2 separate regions of the Macaca mulatta genome follow, and region 1 is linked to region 2. The links are chromatin contacts, called in public Hi-C maps. All regions are on one chromosome and are shown on one strand. The core of a region is the stretch at or near the end of the contact, and the rest is flanking DNA. Distances in the headings are between cores, read along the strand shown. Region 1 holds the start of SCRN2 (secernin 2). Region 2 holds the start of SP2 (Sp2 transcription factor).

The links. A called contact is a pair of places that touch in the nucleus more often than the background predicts.
Region 1: a Hi-C map of CD4 T cells shows a contact between it and region 2, with 6 times the contacts expected there. The contact joins the promoter of SCRN2 here to the promoter of SP2 in region 2. A contact is called at or near these places in 9 of 14 Hi-C or Micro-C datasets (CD4 T cells, blood, cortical neurons and 5 more).

The regions. Positions count from the first base shown.
Region 1 is chr16:62,187,532-62,195,393 of T2T-MMU8v2.0, reverse strand. It overlaps SCRN2 (secernin 2), which reads right to left and starts at 5,918. Exons shown (of 8, transcript XM_077971354.1): 1 at 5,829-5,918; 2 at 5,297-5,464; 3 at 4,811-4,998; 4 at 4,068-4,267; 5 at 3,425-3,640; 6 at 3,165-3,330; 7 at 2,904-3,084; 8 at 2,322-2,638. The coding sequence starts at 5,464. The coding sequence ends at 2,471. LRRC46 (leucine rich repeat containing 46) reads left to right here. Exons shown (of 8, transcript XM_015119405.3): 4 at 4-50; 5 at 317-426; 6 at 684-753; 7 at 981-1,123; 8 at 1,401-1,879. The coding sequence ends at 1,771.
Region 2 is chr16:62,129,785-62,137,115 of T2T-MMU8v2.0, reverse strand. SP2 (Sp2 transcription factor) reads left to right here and starts at 4,751. Exons shown (of 7, transcript NM_001257853.2): 1 at 4,751-4,809. The coding sequence starts at 4,803. All of the region lies in intron 2 of LOC106994018 (a long non-coding RNA gene), which reads right to left.

The DNA of each region.
Region 1 (7,862 bases), core at 4,669-7,168, 57 kb before region 2:
CAGAATAAGATCCAGCAAATTGAGAACCTGGCTTGCGTCCCCTCCTTGCGGTATGTGGTGCCAGGGCTCAGGCAGGGGAAGAGGGGTCGGGGGAACCTAAACACACCCCAAAGAACTGGTTCAGATTTCTCCAAGCCTGGGTCCTTTTCAGCCAAGGACCAGCAAGCCTAGCTCTACTCCCTCACCCCAGAAGGCCATGTGTCCCCACTGGTCATCAGCTGCCTAGCCCAGGGGCCCCAGTGTCAAGTGCCCTTCTCTTTTCCTCCAGCTGTTCCATGATTCAGCTCTGCCTCTCTACCCCTTCCTTCCCCTACAGCTTCCTGTCTCTGGCAGGAAACCAAATCAGGCAGGTGGAAAACCTCCTCGACCTCCCATGCCTCCAGTTTCTGGACCTTTCTGAGAACCTGATAGAAACGTTGAAGCTGGGTAGGAACCCACTTGCCCTGGCTCACCAAACACATCCCCTGTGGGGCCTGCCCTCCCGTCTGCACCCAGCTGCCTGTGCTTGCATTAGCCACACCCCTGCAGGTCCACACCTCATCCTCAGGGAGTTCAAGGGGTTGTGCTTAGAGGTAGTGGCTTTGGACGAGAAAGTGGGTGTGAGAACCCCATTCCCATCGCTTCATGGCCTTTTGGCTAAGATCAAGTGAGAACCCCATTTCCTCTCTCTTTGCTGTGTGCAGATGAGTTCCCCCAGAGCCTTCTCATCCTCAACCTGTCTGGCAATAGCTGCACCAACCAGGATAGCTACCGGTAAGGAGGGGAGGGTGGGAAGAAAGGTCTAGTTGAGCTCCACCTGCTAACTCAGCCCAGGCCCCTCTCAGCCTGCAATCCTGGGGTTACTATCCATGGCACCTTCTCCCCAACCTCCTACCTAACTCATGAGCCACCACCCCTCCAGGTGTGGGTGCTGTGGTGCATATCTTTGCATCCTCCACGCCAGGGTGCCCTCCTAGGTAACCTCTGCTCCTGCTCTGCAGTGAGCTGGTGATAGAAGCCCTGCCACTTCTCTTGGACCTGGATGGGCAGCCTGTGATGGAGCGCTGGATTTCGGACGAGGAGGATGAAGCTTCAAGCGAGGAGGAGTTCCCAGAGCTGAGTGGCCCATTCTGCTCAGAACGAGGTGACCCTGCTTTCCAAGGCTTTCAGCTTCCCCAGAGCCCACCTCTTCCCTGTGGGACACGAGGGAAGCTAAGATGGCAGTGGCGTCTGGGGAGGGGAGCCCCAAGTTCAGATCAACATCTGGGCCAGAGTAAGGTGTCAGTCCGGGACCCCAGCCTCAGGCTGCTTCCCAAGAGGGATGGCAGGGGCCAGCCAGAGACTTCCCTGAGCTCAGGGACCCTCCTGCTGAGCCCAGAGCTCCACCCACCCTGCACCCTCCACCCCCTGGCCCCTCCTAGGCTTCCTCAAGGAGCTGGAGCAGGAGCTGAGCAGGCACAGGGAGCACCGGCAACAGGCGGCCCTGACACAGCACCTGCTGAGGATGGAGATGCAGCCCACCCTCACCAACCTGCCCTTGCTGCCTGGGGTGCCCATGGCTGGGGACAGCAGCCCTTCTGCCACTCCTGGGCAAGGGGAGGAGACAGTCCCTGAGGCCGTCTCCTCACCCCAGGCCTCCTCTCCCACCAAGAAACCATGCAGTCTGATTCCCAGGGGCCGCCAAAACTCTCTATGGGGAAGGAAGGGGGTCCGGGCATCCACAGTCCCCAAGGCCTCTGTGGCTGAGGCCCCCAGCACAACCAAAACTATGGCCAAGAGAAGCAAGAAATGATTCTCTGTCAACCTTTCTCTACGAGTGGAGTGGAGTGGGGCCTGCCCCACTTCTCAGACCAATGACCTGTGTCAGGAGTTCATCCCCAGTAAAGTGTCTCTAGGCCCTGAATATGCTTTTCGTGTTACTTGGGGGTATCTCAGGGGAAGCAACCAGTGAAAGCTCCAGGAAACAAAATACAGAGCACAGTGAGCCACCTGATTCTAAAGAGCAAGTTTGGAATCTTTCGGGAGCTACCCACAGGGCAGGCATGCCTCAGGCCCCCCGCTGGCTTCCTGGCTCCCACATGGGCAAGAAGCAGGCACCACCTCATAGACGATGCCATCTCACTGCCACCCCTAGGGAGTGCCCTTCCCCAGTCCAAGCCAAGGACCAAGGAGCTGTGGTCCTAGTCGTCCCCAACAGCAGCCTGCTCCTGTCCCCTCCCTGTCCTCCTGCCTAGTCCCCATCACTCAACCACTCAGGAATGAGTACACAACCACAGGCCCCACAGCTGCCTTTGGGCCTCACTTGGCTCTCCCACCCCCACTGAACCTGGGATAAAGTTCACTGAAGAGAAAATAAAGCACATTTATTAAGGCAAAGGCCAAGCTGGCCGCTCAGAACATGGCCTAGGAGCATGAAGGGATTGCTCCAACTTCACCACCACTCAGGGCAGTTGGTCCGAGGGGTTCTGGGCCCACCCCAGGCCAGCAGAAGCTATGAAGCTGATGCATAAGCCTGGCTCTCCCTCTTCACAAAGGCCTGGAAGAGGCTGCCCAGCTCCTGGAGGGATGGGGCCCACTCACTGGCCAGCAGCCCCTGTGTGGCCTTGAGGCCTTCCTGCTCCAGATCCTGCTGTTTCTGCTGGAGCTGCTGCCCTCGATCCTGCCCCAAGGGAAAGCTGAGATGAGTCTGTCCAGGACAGGCTTCCCGCCAGGTGAAGGGGGGAGTGTGTACCACCTCACACAAGCAGGAGAAAGGAGAGACCCCCCAACATTCCCCAAAGGCAGTTGCTGGCTTTGAAGGGAGGAACTCCTCTCCCCAGCTCTGGAATCTCTTCCACTCCCAGTTTCCCTCATATTTCCAGAGTTCCACTGGGAGTGGGAGGTCTGTCATCACCTCAGGGTAGCCCCTTCTCCCTGGGGGATACCTGATCACTCTCCATCAGCCCCAGGGCTGCCTGGTGTCCACGATAGAGGGTGTGCCGGCGATCTACCCGAGTCTGGAATCGGGGCAGGGTCCGAACAGGGTCCTGTGCTCCAAAAGTGGGGGACAGCACCTGGGGGGCCTGGGCCACCCCCACCCCAAAGATGAAAGGTTTGAACACAGACCTAGAAGGGCACGGATGGAAGGATGGAGATATATCATATCCTCTCTTCTCCCCAGCCTTCCCCATCCTCGTTCTTCCCACCTGGATGGGTCTGGCGTGGCAGTAAGAAAGTGCACGCAGGGCTGTGTGGGATCCTGGGGCAGGACAGACACCATGCTGGCCGTGGTGCGAAAGCCTCCCGAGTCCATGCAGATACCACTCTCCTTGTCCCTGAGGATGCCCATCATCACCTCTGCTGTGATGCCCCCTGCCAAGGAGTAGAGGGGGAAGCTGTGGGAGGGGAGAGTGGCTGGCACTGCTGTGGCCCTCCTGGCCCCCAGCCCCCTCCACCACTCACTAACCTTGCCATTGCTGCAGCAGCTCCTGCCCTGCCCGGAAGCGGGCCTTGGCAGCCTCCATTCGCACAGGCTGCTGGGTCAGGGAGAAGACCTGAGCAAAGTCAAAGGCACCCTGCCCATCCCACCAGCCCTTGGCCTGGGCATGAGTCCGCAGCTCTGGGTGTTGGACCGAGATGTCCGTGCCAATGCTCAGCTGGTTGGAGATGTTGCGGGCCCCCTCTGTGGAGGAGATGGGGGAGTGGTTCATTTACCATTGAGTGTCTATTCTATGCCAGGCACTGGGCAAGACGCTGAGAACATGGTGGAAAAGAGAACGACCAACCCTCATGGAGCCTACAGTGTGGTGGGGGAGGCAGACAAAATAGTCGCAGAGATAAATGTAAGCATGCAACTGTGTTGAATGCGATGAAAAAGAAGTACCTGCTTGCATATAAGCAGGAAACCTGACCACCCAGGGAAGTCCAGGAAGGCTTCCGAGAGGAAGCAGCAGGCTGTAGCACAAGGAAGACTTAACCGAGTGAAGGGGAGAAGGGTTCCCAAGTGAGCTCATCTCCCATCTCCCTGAATGTCCCGACAGGCTTGCACCTGGATCGGGCCCCTACCATTTCTCCCACTTCCCAAGGCTGGCAGAAAGGGAATGCCTCACCCTGGATCCTCTGTGCGGCCCAGAGCCTACCAGCTGTCTCCAGCACCCATGCCTCTGTGCGGTCAGCCAGCAGGAAGGTGTTGTGGTAGGAGAATGGCGCAGGGTCCTCCAGGCAGCTGCCCCCCTGCCCATAGCGCTCCAGTAAGCCTGTGATCACATGCAAGGCCTCCTGGGCAGAGCTGCTCCGTTCCAAAGCCAGCCTGGCAAGAGAGAGGACCAAGGGACAGAAGGGTGACAGAGGGATCAATGGCTGGTGGCAGAAGCTCCAGGGGACAGAAGAGGCCTGGAGAGGTTTGGTGACAGGCCCAAGTCACACAGCAAATCTGCTGGCACTGATCGTATCAAACACAATTACACCAGTGGCTTTCAATGCTCTCGTTCCATGTGCTATGCTTTGAGGGTTCCATGAAAAGGCCTGAAACACTGTTTCAGAGAGAAAAGTGTCCTGAGCCCCCAACCTCTCTCCACCCAGAGCTGCTCCATCCACTATTACTGGTTTTATAAATCGGGACTCTATGTGAGATTTCAACTGAAAATAAATAACCACTGCTCTATTTCTGGGCCAGGAGAGGCCCAAAGGTGGCTGCTGTTGCAGCCTTCCTCACGAGGGCACGAGGGCAAAGTCTGCAGAGTGGAGGAGGCCCCTGTGAACCAGGCTGGGGGAGGAATGGATGGGCCCAGGTCAAAACTCAGCCCCCAGATTTCTGGTGTTTCAGGCAGATGAGGAAGGGCAGGGTCTGCACCTGAGCAGGTCCATGCCCAGCAGGGCTTCCCCCTCCCCAACTTGCTCCTTCGTCCACACAGCCTCGTTGCCAATGCAGACACCATGCTCGTTGGCGCCCATCTCAGCCCCCCATAGCCAAGAAGGACGGCTCAGAATCACAGCGTGCGTCTTCGACACCTGTTCCACTTCAATGTATGTGCACTGGAGGTGAGGGAGGAGAAAGGAAGTGTCCACTCAGAGAGGGGCGGCCCCTCGAGTGCTGGCACTCTGCCAATCACCTTATAGATCCCTTTGAGGAATGTCTCATTCCCATTTTATAGAAGAGGAAACTGAGGTAGACTGAGGCTACATAATGGGCTCAGGTCCAGGTTGGTAGGCTTAAAGCTCATGCTCTTTAACTACTTCTGGCAGCCTCCCACGTGTGGGGAGCAGGGGAAAAGGTCTTAGAAGAATGCAGAGCTCTGTCACACCTCCCAGCACCCCATAAGGCCTAACCCACCTGGAGCCGGCTCCCAGGAGTGTGAGAACCTGCGGGGACAAACACCACCTCCTGCACCTCGTCCCGGGGTCGGTCCGAGTTCTTGGCAAAGATCACAGCTGGGATGGCTGAGGCCGGGGGCACAGAGACAAAGCAGTCGCAGGAACATGGAGAGTCAGGGCTCGACGATGCCATCTGGGGAGAGGCGGGCCTCTCCATAAACCTGGCCACAGCTCAGCCCCGGGGAGCCGCCTACCCCCACACGCGTAAACGACGCGCAGGGAAGACACCGCCGTGGCTCCTGGACGCTCGGCGCACACACCATGCCCCGGTGTGCGGGAGCAGTGGTGCCCACCCTCTCCCCAGGCTCCAGGCTTGGGAGTCCGCAGGCGGGCACTCCGAGGATCCCGCCCCCACTGGGAGTTCCGGCCCTTGGGAGCAGTCGTGGGACCGTTCCCCTCGCTACCCCACCAAGAGTCCCGCGGCCCTGCGCATGTCCAGATACCCGACCCTCTTCTATCCAACCCTTCTCTCACCCCCAATACTGTATTCCCCTCACTCTCTCTCCCTCCAAGACCCCAGCTCGGTCCCGGGTGCCACCTCCTCCGCTTCTGGCCAGGGCCGCCCCATTGGGCGGAGACTCCCAGGCGACCTGGAAGGCCTTCGGCCTCCGGGTCGGAGCCGGAACGGAGCGTGCAGCTCCGCCGTTTTCCACCAGGGCGCGCGCCTGCACCACTTCCCGGAGCGGAGCGGCCTTGCGAGCCACACCTGGCTTCCTGTCCTACCCGGGCGCCCATTTTAGGCCTGACAAAGGTTGCTAACCCCACGGAGTCACTGCGGGGAGCTGGAGCTAGGGGTGGAAAGGATCCCGCGTGAAAAGGGAGCCTTTGTCAGAGAAGGGGGACTGCTGGGACATCTGGAGACTAAGGAAGAACCTCAAGATACTTGAGTCCCGGTTTGAATCCCAGAGGCGCAATCCCAGGCTGGAGGCACCCAGGGGACTAAGATACAGAATACAAGAGTGGTGGAGGCTAGGTGCGGGGGGCTGGCCCCTGTAATCCCAGCACTCTGGGAAGCTGTGGTGGGAGGATCACTTGAACCCAAGAGTTCAAGACCAGCCTGGGTAACATAGCAAGACCTCCCCTCTACAGAAAATATTTTAAAATTAGCTGGGCGTGGTGTTGCGTGCCTGTAGTCCCAGTTGTTCAGAAGGCTGAGGTGGGAGGATCGCCTGAGCCAGATAGGTCGAGGCTGCGGTGAGCCAAGATCACACCACTGCACTCCAGCCGTGGTGACAGAGCATGACCCTGTCTCTTAAAATAAATAAGGGAACAGGTGCACAAAACCCATCTGATCCCAGAGGGCCTATCTGTCCAATAGTGTTCCAACCCATAGGAAGATAGCTTTAAAAACAAATTTAGAACTTTCTAGTTCAAAGATTTAGTGCCTTTACCTGTAGTGAAACTGAAACCACAAAGAAGTCGTGGCCAAAGGTGACACAGTCATATGGGGGTATACTCTCACCCCAAATGTTTTGATTTTCAGTTCATTTTTCTCTACAAACCATCTCTCCATAGCCATCATTAAGACAAATGCATCTTACACCCTTTTGCTATATGGAGCCCTCCAGGAATGGAGGGAGGGGAGATGCTGCAGGTTATCTGCTTTCAGGGGTTGCACTGAATCTATAGATGGCTTTGAGTAGTATGCACATTTTAGCAACAGTAATTCTTCCAATCTGTGAGCATGAAATATTTTTCCATGTCTTTGTGTCTTCTTCAGTTTCTTTTATCAATGTCTTACTTTCAGAGTACAGATCTTTCACCTCCTTGGTTAAATTTATTCCTAAATATTTTATTATTTTGATAGTTATTGTAAATGGGACTATTTTCTTGATTTATTTTTTGTATAGTTTGTTATTAGTGTATAGGAACACTACTGACTTTTGTACATTGACCTTGTATCCTCTGACTTTACTGTATTTGCTTAACAATTCTAACAGTGGGCCGGGCACAGTGGCTCACATCTGTAATCCCAGCACTTTGGGAGGCCAAGATGGGCGGATCACGTGAGGTTGGGAGTTCGAGACCAGCCTGGCTCACATGGAGAAACCCCATCTCTACTGAAAATACAAAATTAGCTGGGCGTGGTGGCACATGCCTGTAATCCCAGCTACTTGGGAAGACTGAGGCAGAAGAATTGCTTGAACCTGGGAGGCAGAGGTTGCGGTGAGCTGAGATCACACCATTGCACTCCAGCCCGGGCAACAAGAGCAAAACTCTGTCTTAAAAAAAAGAAAAGAAAAGAAAAGAATTCTAACAGTGTTTTAGTGGAGTTTGGTTTTCTCTCAAGCCTACTCTGCTAGGGTGCTGGCGGTCAGTCACGCTAGGATTAATGGGAAGGTGAAGGCTGCTTCTGATACAATGTCGCGGAGGGGTTGTGAGGTTGCCAATTAATGTCATTCCAGAAGCAAACATCAAGGCTGTGCGCTGACAAATCTGGGCACCCGAAGCAGCTTGCAGGAAAGCGGGTTCATCTCCTGCAGTTCCCCGGCTGCCCACTGTGGGGCGGCAACAGGCAGGAGGAGACGCAG
Region 2 (7,331 bases), core at 3,502-6,001:
AAAGGGGAGGGACAGGAGTGGGTGGGGGTGGAGGGCACAGACTTTTCCTTGTTTTTCACTTGGGCACCCCCAGTGGGAAGGTATCTTTGGGCTAAGGAGTCCTTTTCCACATTTGGCTGCCCATTGGAATCACCTGAGGAACTCCTTAATACTGATGCCCCCAGAGAGTCCAATTTCCTGGGATGGGACCCAGACTTCAGAACCTATTAAAAGCTCTTTTAGTGAGTCTCAAGTGTGGCCATGGCCAGGTGCAGTGGCTCATGCCTATAACCCTAGCACTTTGGGAGACTGAGGCAGGAGGGTCGCTTGAGTTCAGGAGTTTGAAACCAGCCTGCGCAACATAGGGAGACCCCAGCTCTACAAAAAATTTAAAAATTAGCTGGGCATGGTGGCGCACACCTGTAGTCCCAGCTACTCAAGAGGCGGGAGGATCACTTGGGCTCAGGAGGTTGAGGCTTCAGAGACTCTGTCTCAAAAATAATAAAAATAAAGGGAGGGCACAGTGGTTCATGCTTGTAATCCCAGCACTTTGGGAGGCCGAGGGGAGGCGGATCATGAGGTCAGGAGTTTGAGACCAGCCTGACCAACACAGAGAAACCCCATCTCTACTAAAAATACAAAAAATAGCCGGCCGTAGTGGCGCGTATCTAATCCCAGCTACTCAGGAAACTGAGGCAGGAGAATCGCTTAAACCCGCGAGGCAGAGATTGCAGTGAGCTGAGATAGTGCCACCGCACTCAAACTGCGTGACTCCGTCTCTAAATAAATAAATAAATAAATAAATAAATAAATAAATAATAAAGTGTGGCCAGAGAGACCACAAGCATTTCCAAGCCGTTGTCTGACCTTCTCCCTCTCTGTTGAGGACAGGGGCCATCTTGAAAGAAAAAATCTCTGAGGAGTTGTGTGGTCGTTGGGGGAGCGGGGGTGTTTGTGAACGAGGCTCTAAGACTCCAATGGGCCTGACAAAAGTATGAACGAGGTCTTCTTCTTAGAAAGTGTCCCCTTCCCGCAGTGGCTCACGCCTGTAATCCCAGCACTTTGGGAGGCCGAGGTGGGTGGATCATGAGGCCAGGAGATCGAGACCATCCTGACTAACACGGTAAAACCCCGTCTCTATTAAAAACACAAAAATTAGCCAGGCGTGGTGGTGGGCACCTGTAGTCCCAGCTACTTGGGAAGTTGAGGCAGGAGAATGGTGTAAACCCAGGAGGCGGAGCTTGCAGTGAGCCGAGATCGCACCACTGTACTCCAGCTTGGGCGACAGAGCGAGACTCCATCTCAAAAAAAAAAAGAAAGAAAAGAAAGTGTCCCCTTCCGCCGGGCGCAGTGACTCATGTCTGCAATCCCAGCACTTTAGGAGACTGAGGTGGGTGGATCACTTGAGGTCAGGAGTTTGAGACCAGCCTGGCCAACATGGTGAAACCCTGTCTCTACTAATAACACAAAAATTGGCCGGGCTTGGTGGCGCACGCCTGTAATCCCAGCTACTCAGGAGGCTGAGGCAGGAGAATCGCTTGAACCTGGGAGGCGGAGGTTGCAGTGAGCTGAGATCGCACCACAGCACTGCAGCCTGGGTGACAGAGAAAGACTCCATCTCCAGAAAAAAAAAAAAAAAGAAAGAAAGAAAGAAAGAAAAAACAAAAAAAACCCAAAGGGTCCTCCCCTTCTTTGGCTGTGTCTCTAGTAAGAAGAGTCAGACAGCCTAGAAACAAAACAAAAACAAAAACAAACAAAAGATAAGGTGACCTTTAAAAGGGCAAAACCAATCAAATAATTCAAAACGACTGCAGAATTCTTCCAAGTTTTCACGCCCTGTCCTCCGCCCCGTGTGTGCACACTTTTTTTTTTTTTTCACCTCTGCGGTCTTCAAGATGGGGCCTCTAGGTTAGAAGCATAGTTACCCCCAGTTTTTCTCCCAGAAGAGGTTTGACAGTGGCTCAGCAGGATATTCAACCCCACCTAAACTCCCCCCCAAATCCCTGCACCCTAATACAGGTGAGTCATGGAACCTGGGTGGAGTCCTTGGTTTGACAGTGAAGCAATCTAAACTTGAAAAATGGCCTGGGAACAGAATGTATGGACTATATAAACAAGTCATGCAGATGTCATTGTATGCAAATATTCATTCTTTAACTCAGCTTACATTTCCTGCTGATCCTCCTCTATGCTGGCCTCAATCCTATCACAGCTCAGTCTAGCAAGAGAGCAAGAAGTGAGAATAAAAGTGCGGAAATAGTGTGTGAGAGAGAAGCCCTTTTGCATGTGCCAGGGCAGCGCAGAGGAGGAAGAAGCTATAGCTAGGCAGGAGTGAGGTATGCAGACTTACAGCAGAGTCTTTTTTTTTTTTTTTTGAGACGGAGTCTCGCTCTGTCGCCCAGGCTGGAGTGCAGTGGCCAGATCTCAGCTCACTGCAAGCTCCGCCTCCCGGGTTCCCGCCATTCTCCTGCCTCAGCCTCCCGAGTAGCTGGGACCACAGGCGCCGCCACCTCGCCCGGCTAATTTTTTGTGTTTTTAGTAGAGACGGGGTTTCGCTGTGTTAGCCAGGATGGTCTCGATCTCCTGACCTTGTGATCCGCCTGTCTCGGCCTCCCAAAGTGCTGGGATTACAGGCTTGAGCCACCGCGCCCGGCCTACAGCAGAGTCTTGAAGCATGCATAGGAGTTTATCTATTTTTCTGAGAGACAGGGTCTCGCTCTGTCACCTAGGCTGGAGTGCAGTGGTGTGATCATAGCTCATTTTAAGTTCAAACTCCTAGGCTCAAGTGATCCACTCACCTCAGCTTCCCAGGTAGCTAGAACTACAAGTGTGCACCGCCCCATGCGGCTTTTTTGTAGAGACAGGGTTTCGCCATGTTGCCCAGGCTGGGTCTCGAAATCCTGGGTTCAAGTGATCCACCTGCCTCTGGCTTCCCAAAGCGCTAGGAATACAGGTGTGAGCCACCACATCTGGCCATGGATGCATAGGGGTTCACCAGAAGGGAAGGGTAAGATAGAAAGTCAACTAGTGGAAAAAAGCGTGTTTAGGAACCTGGAATCTTTCCTGGAGGGAAAAGGGTAGGATTTGTAGGAAGGGAATGGGGGTACAGGGAGGAGATAAAGCATGAAAGATACACCAGTAAGAGTGTGTCCTCTGGTGGATGCTGAGGTTAAGAAGAAAAAAGAGTGGGAGGAATTTGCCTAGAAAGAAGTTTGGGCTTTATCCAGGAGATACGGATCCCATGAAGGATCTTTACTAGAGGAGTGTTATCGTCTAAAGTCTTGTTTTTCAAAGGCTAACACTGAGAGAAGTAGACTGGAAGAGGCTATTAACATTTTTTCAGCAATTACTGTGTACCCGGAATTCTGCTCCGCATTTTGTATTATCAACCAACCTTTCCTAGCAGTGTTTTTCAAATTGCCAGTCATGATCAACAAGGAGAATAAGATAGGATAGGCATAGAAACTATCAGTGTATCACAAGTAGTAAGCATTGTTTTCGGAAACTTTGTGACACTCTCAAACAGTAGTGTACTGGTCAGTATGCAAAATGTATTTCTCTTGATGGGCTATGTTTTTTTTTTTTTTTTTTTTTTTTAAAGCCATTGCGCTAAGGTGTAGGTGTGATTAACCTCGTTTTACTGATGAGGACACGAGGCTCAGGGAGTTTCGGTACCCTGCCTAAGTTAGTAGGATGTGTAGGTTTCAAACCCAGACTGGTCTGAAGCCAGAATGGATTCCCTCACTAAGCTAGGCAGCCTTCCCAAGTTCTCGGAAGAGACTTGGGAGCAAAGATAAACCTATCCAGATAGTGCCTACCAAGTGCTTTACCTCATCTCAAAAAGATAAGGGTAAGTGGGGCAGAGGCCAAGCAGTACTTCTCAAACTCAAGCGTGCAACTCTGTCCATGCCAGGCCCTTGCTAAAATGCAGATTCTAGGCACGCCCCGTGAAGTACCGAGTCGGATTAGGAGAGGCGGCCCGGGGAACCTGCCTTTAGAAAGAGCTTCGGATGATTCAGATGCACACGTTTGGGACCGTGGGCTACGGGGGTCGCCGCAATAACCATGTGAAGATTAACGGGGGCTTAACCGATTGTGAAAATCCCTTCAGAAGTGTCGCGTAAACAACCCCAACTCTGACTATGGTGCCGGACCCCAGTGCTTCACTGTACAAAGTCGCCCCTCCCGAGGCGACAACGAGCGAGGGACTAAATAAAAGGTTGATGGCTTTCCACTCACCAGGCATGGGGTTGAGTGGCAGCCGCCTACTGCCGAAGAGCAGGTAAAAGCTCCTGCCACACCTGGGCGAGACTGGACTTAGGGTGCAACGTATATGCTATTTCTGGGGCATTTGTGGGCCTCACCCTAAGGACTTCTGATTGGCTTCAGGGCAGATCTATCACTCATCCTCTGGGTTAGAGGTGGGTGGAAGGTCAACTACGACCAATACAAAAGCACTCTTCGACTAAGCCCCTCCCCTCCCAGCTTCCTGTCGCTGTCCATCAACCACCCAGTAGGCGGGACTTTGCCTCCCTCCAATTGGCTGATAAACATGTCATTCATTATTCAATTGGTTTTCGGTTGGTGCGGTCTACCGTCCATCAGTGACATTGCACAGACCTATTGGTCAAATCAACGTCGCTCTAGACGCCTCTGGGTGATTGGTTAATAGTGCTGTCGGTCCCCAATGTTCCAAGCCCTTATTGGTGAAGGCTGCCGTCGCTCGGGCGGTGGCGGGCTCCGGGATTGGCGGGTGCTTGGCGGGCGGTGTCAGGTTCTCGGTGGCGGCGGAGGCGGCGGAGGCCAGGGAGGAAGATGTCGTAATGAGCGGTGGGTCCCGGCCGCTGCCGGCGGGGTCTTCCCGGCCTCCAAGGGTCGGGAAGACGGGCAGAGGCCGCGGGGAGAGGGAGCCGAGGCCGGGGGTTCCCCCCTGGGGCCGGGCCTGGCGCCGGGGCCCGGCTTCGGGAGGGGCGGGGGAGGGAGGATTCCCGCCCGGAGGAGGAGCGGGGCTGGCCAGCCGGGCGGAGGCACCCGGAAGGGGGCGTTCGACTCCCCGCCCCCTCGGAGCCCGCCGGACGGGAGGGCGGCGCTTCCGGGGGCCGGCGAGAGGAGCGGGCACCGGGGTGGCCTGGCACCTCTCAGCCGGGTGCCGACCCACCTCAGCGCCGCTCTCCCGCCTGGGCTGACTATGCCTGGGTCGGCTCCGAGGAGGCAGCCAACAGCCCTCGTGTTCGCCCCGTGTCTGAGAGGCCTTCCTGCACTCTTAACTGTAGATGCCCACCAGCGATTCAGGGCTCCCCGAAGTACAGAGGGGCGAGGGAACGCTTGAGATCCGGACGCTGCCAACCAGATGGGCACTGCTCGGCATCGACGACAGCCCGGTTACTGATGTATCCCAGTCGGTCGATGGTGTCAGGACACGAGGGCACTCTCTGGGCAGATGATCTCTCACTGGGGAGTGGGCAAAAACCTTCCTTTAATGTTTTCACTTGGATCATTGATCCTCCAGCTAGATGCAAGCTCTTAGCAGAATTGTGAGAAGTTTGAGAACTTCTTGCCAGAGCTCCCAGCCTGTTACCTGACGCCCCGTGGGGGAAGACTACTGCAGTCCCAAAGCTCAGGCGCAAACAATCTTAAGGAATTACAGAAGAAATAAAATAGATACTTGCTTTCTTCCTCCACCCACCTGCATCCCCATTGCTGACTTACGGTTTTCAGCCTCTTACCCATGCCTCTTAGGTTTCCTTCCCAGCGGCTTTCTAATTTTAGTTCAAAAGGAACTATGTCTTCTCTGGGCAACTGAGAAACCTATCCTCACTGCATTCCTTGGTTTTGATTGCAATATCCTGTCATGTTTGTTTCTTAATTAACTTCATCCAAGGGGACTCAGTCTGGCCTTTCTCAGTGCATTCTCCCGAAGTTCTTTCTTGCTCTGAGGTTACTTCTTGTTCACTTATTGTTTCCTAGAGAAAGGTATGAGCCAGTAGATCTGCTTTAAACAATGAATTGGCCCAAGTTTCCCGTTTACAGATTTCATTACAGTTGGAAGGACACTGTTTCAAGGTGCACTGGCCTGCACTGTCTAAAACAGTTTCATGCTGTACCCCAGAAGGCATTCAGTTTCACATTGGAGGGCTGTACCGAGTTGGTATTCTGGATGATACAATTTTTAGGGCTCGAAAGTTTAGAGTGTTGGCCAGCTCACAGGCTGCAAAGGGAATAATGGAGTCCAGAGCACAGCAGTAATTTCAATTACTAACACAAAGAAACCCATTGTCTGCAATAATGAATATAACTGCAGTGTCTTGTTTTGTTTTAAATTCTTGTGTGCGATGAAGGGGGGGAATCTATCAGACAACCTATCAATTGGGCTGATGATGTTAGTGTTCCAGTGGCTTCTAACAGGCGTTAATACCTGTTGGAAATGGATTATCATTGGCTGGGACGATTGGTAAGTTTTCTAATTCTAGTTCTTCCTCTTGGTTGTACAGAGGCTTAACCTCTTTGGTTAAAAGCAACTACAAGAAAAAAAACTAGTCTGACATAATTATGAACCCCCCGGAACTAGGCTGCTGAAGCCACAAACTCTACCAAGGAGACCCAAGTAGAGTTTGTTAATAATCGGACCCTCATCTGACTGCCCAACAGGTAGAACTGGTTCCAGGAGAAAGAGTTTGGCATCACTCTGGACAGCAGATGGACTGGCCACTTTTTTCTCTCAGATTCTATTAAAGTTTGGGCCTGTGGAGGCCTGTCAGAGAGGAGAAAAGAAATTATAAGATTTGGGTAAATGTCTGGGGTAAAGAAGCTTTATGGCATTTCAGCAAGTAGAGTGGTTGGTTCATTTGGATATTTTGGCCTTGAACTTCTTATTTCTTCTGGTGGTTAATACCAGCTTTTTGGAGAAGTTGGACAGTCCTTTGCTATAGGTCTGTGTCAGTTCCCAAGCTTGCTGTCAGCAAGTATAGTATTGCCCAACCAGGGCCCTTCTGAAGACATTTTAAACTTGTTGCAACCAACTAGTAGACCTTAGTATTGGCTTTGTTTCAGCAATCTTCTAAATCTTGCCCACTCATTTCTGTGATATATACGTAACGTGTTCTTTTTCTAATACTTATTTTTTTCACGCACACCCCTTTTCTGTATACACAAAAATTGGAAACCCTGCTTCCAAACATAGAAAAATTTAGGATATTTTGGATCAGGTGGACAATGGCTATGGAATAAAAGATGCAGAGAAACACTGCTTTAAAGGGTACGCAGAGAATTACAAAGTTTAGGGATGCAGTAGCATGAACATTTCTGAGTTTACCAGATTTAACCTCATGGCCCGATCTTAAACCTTGTGGGCT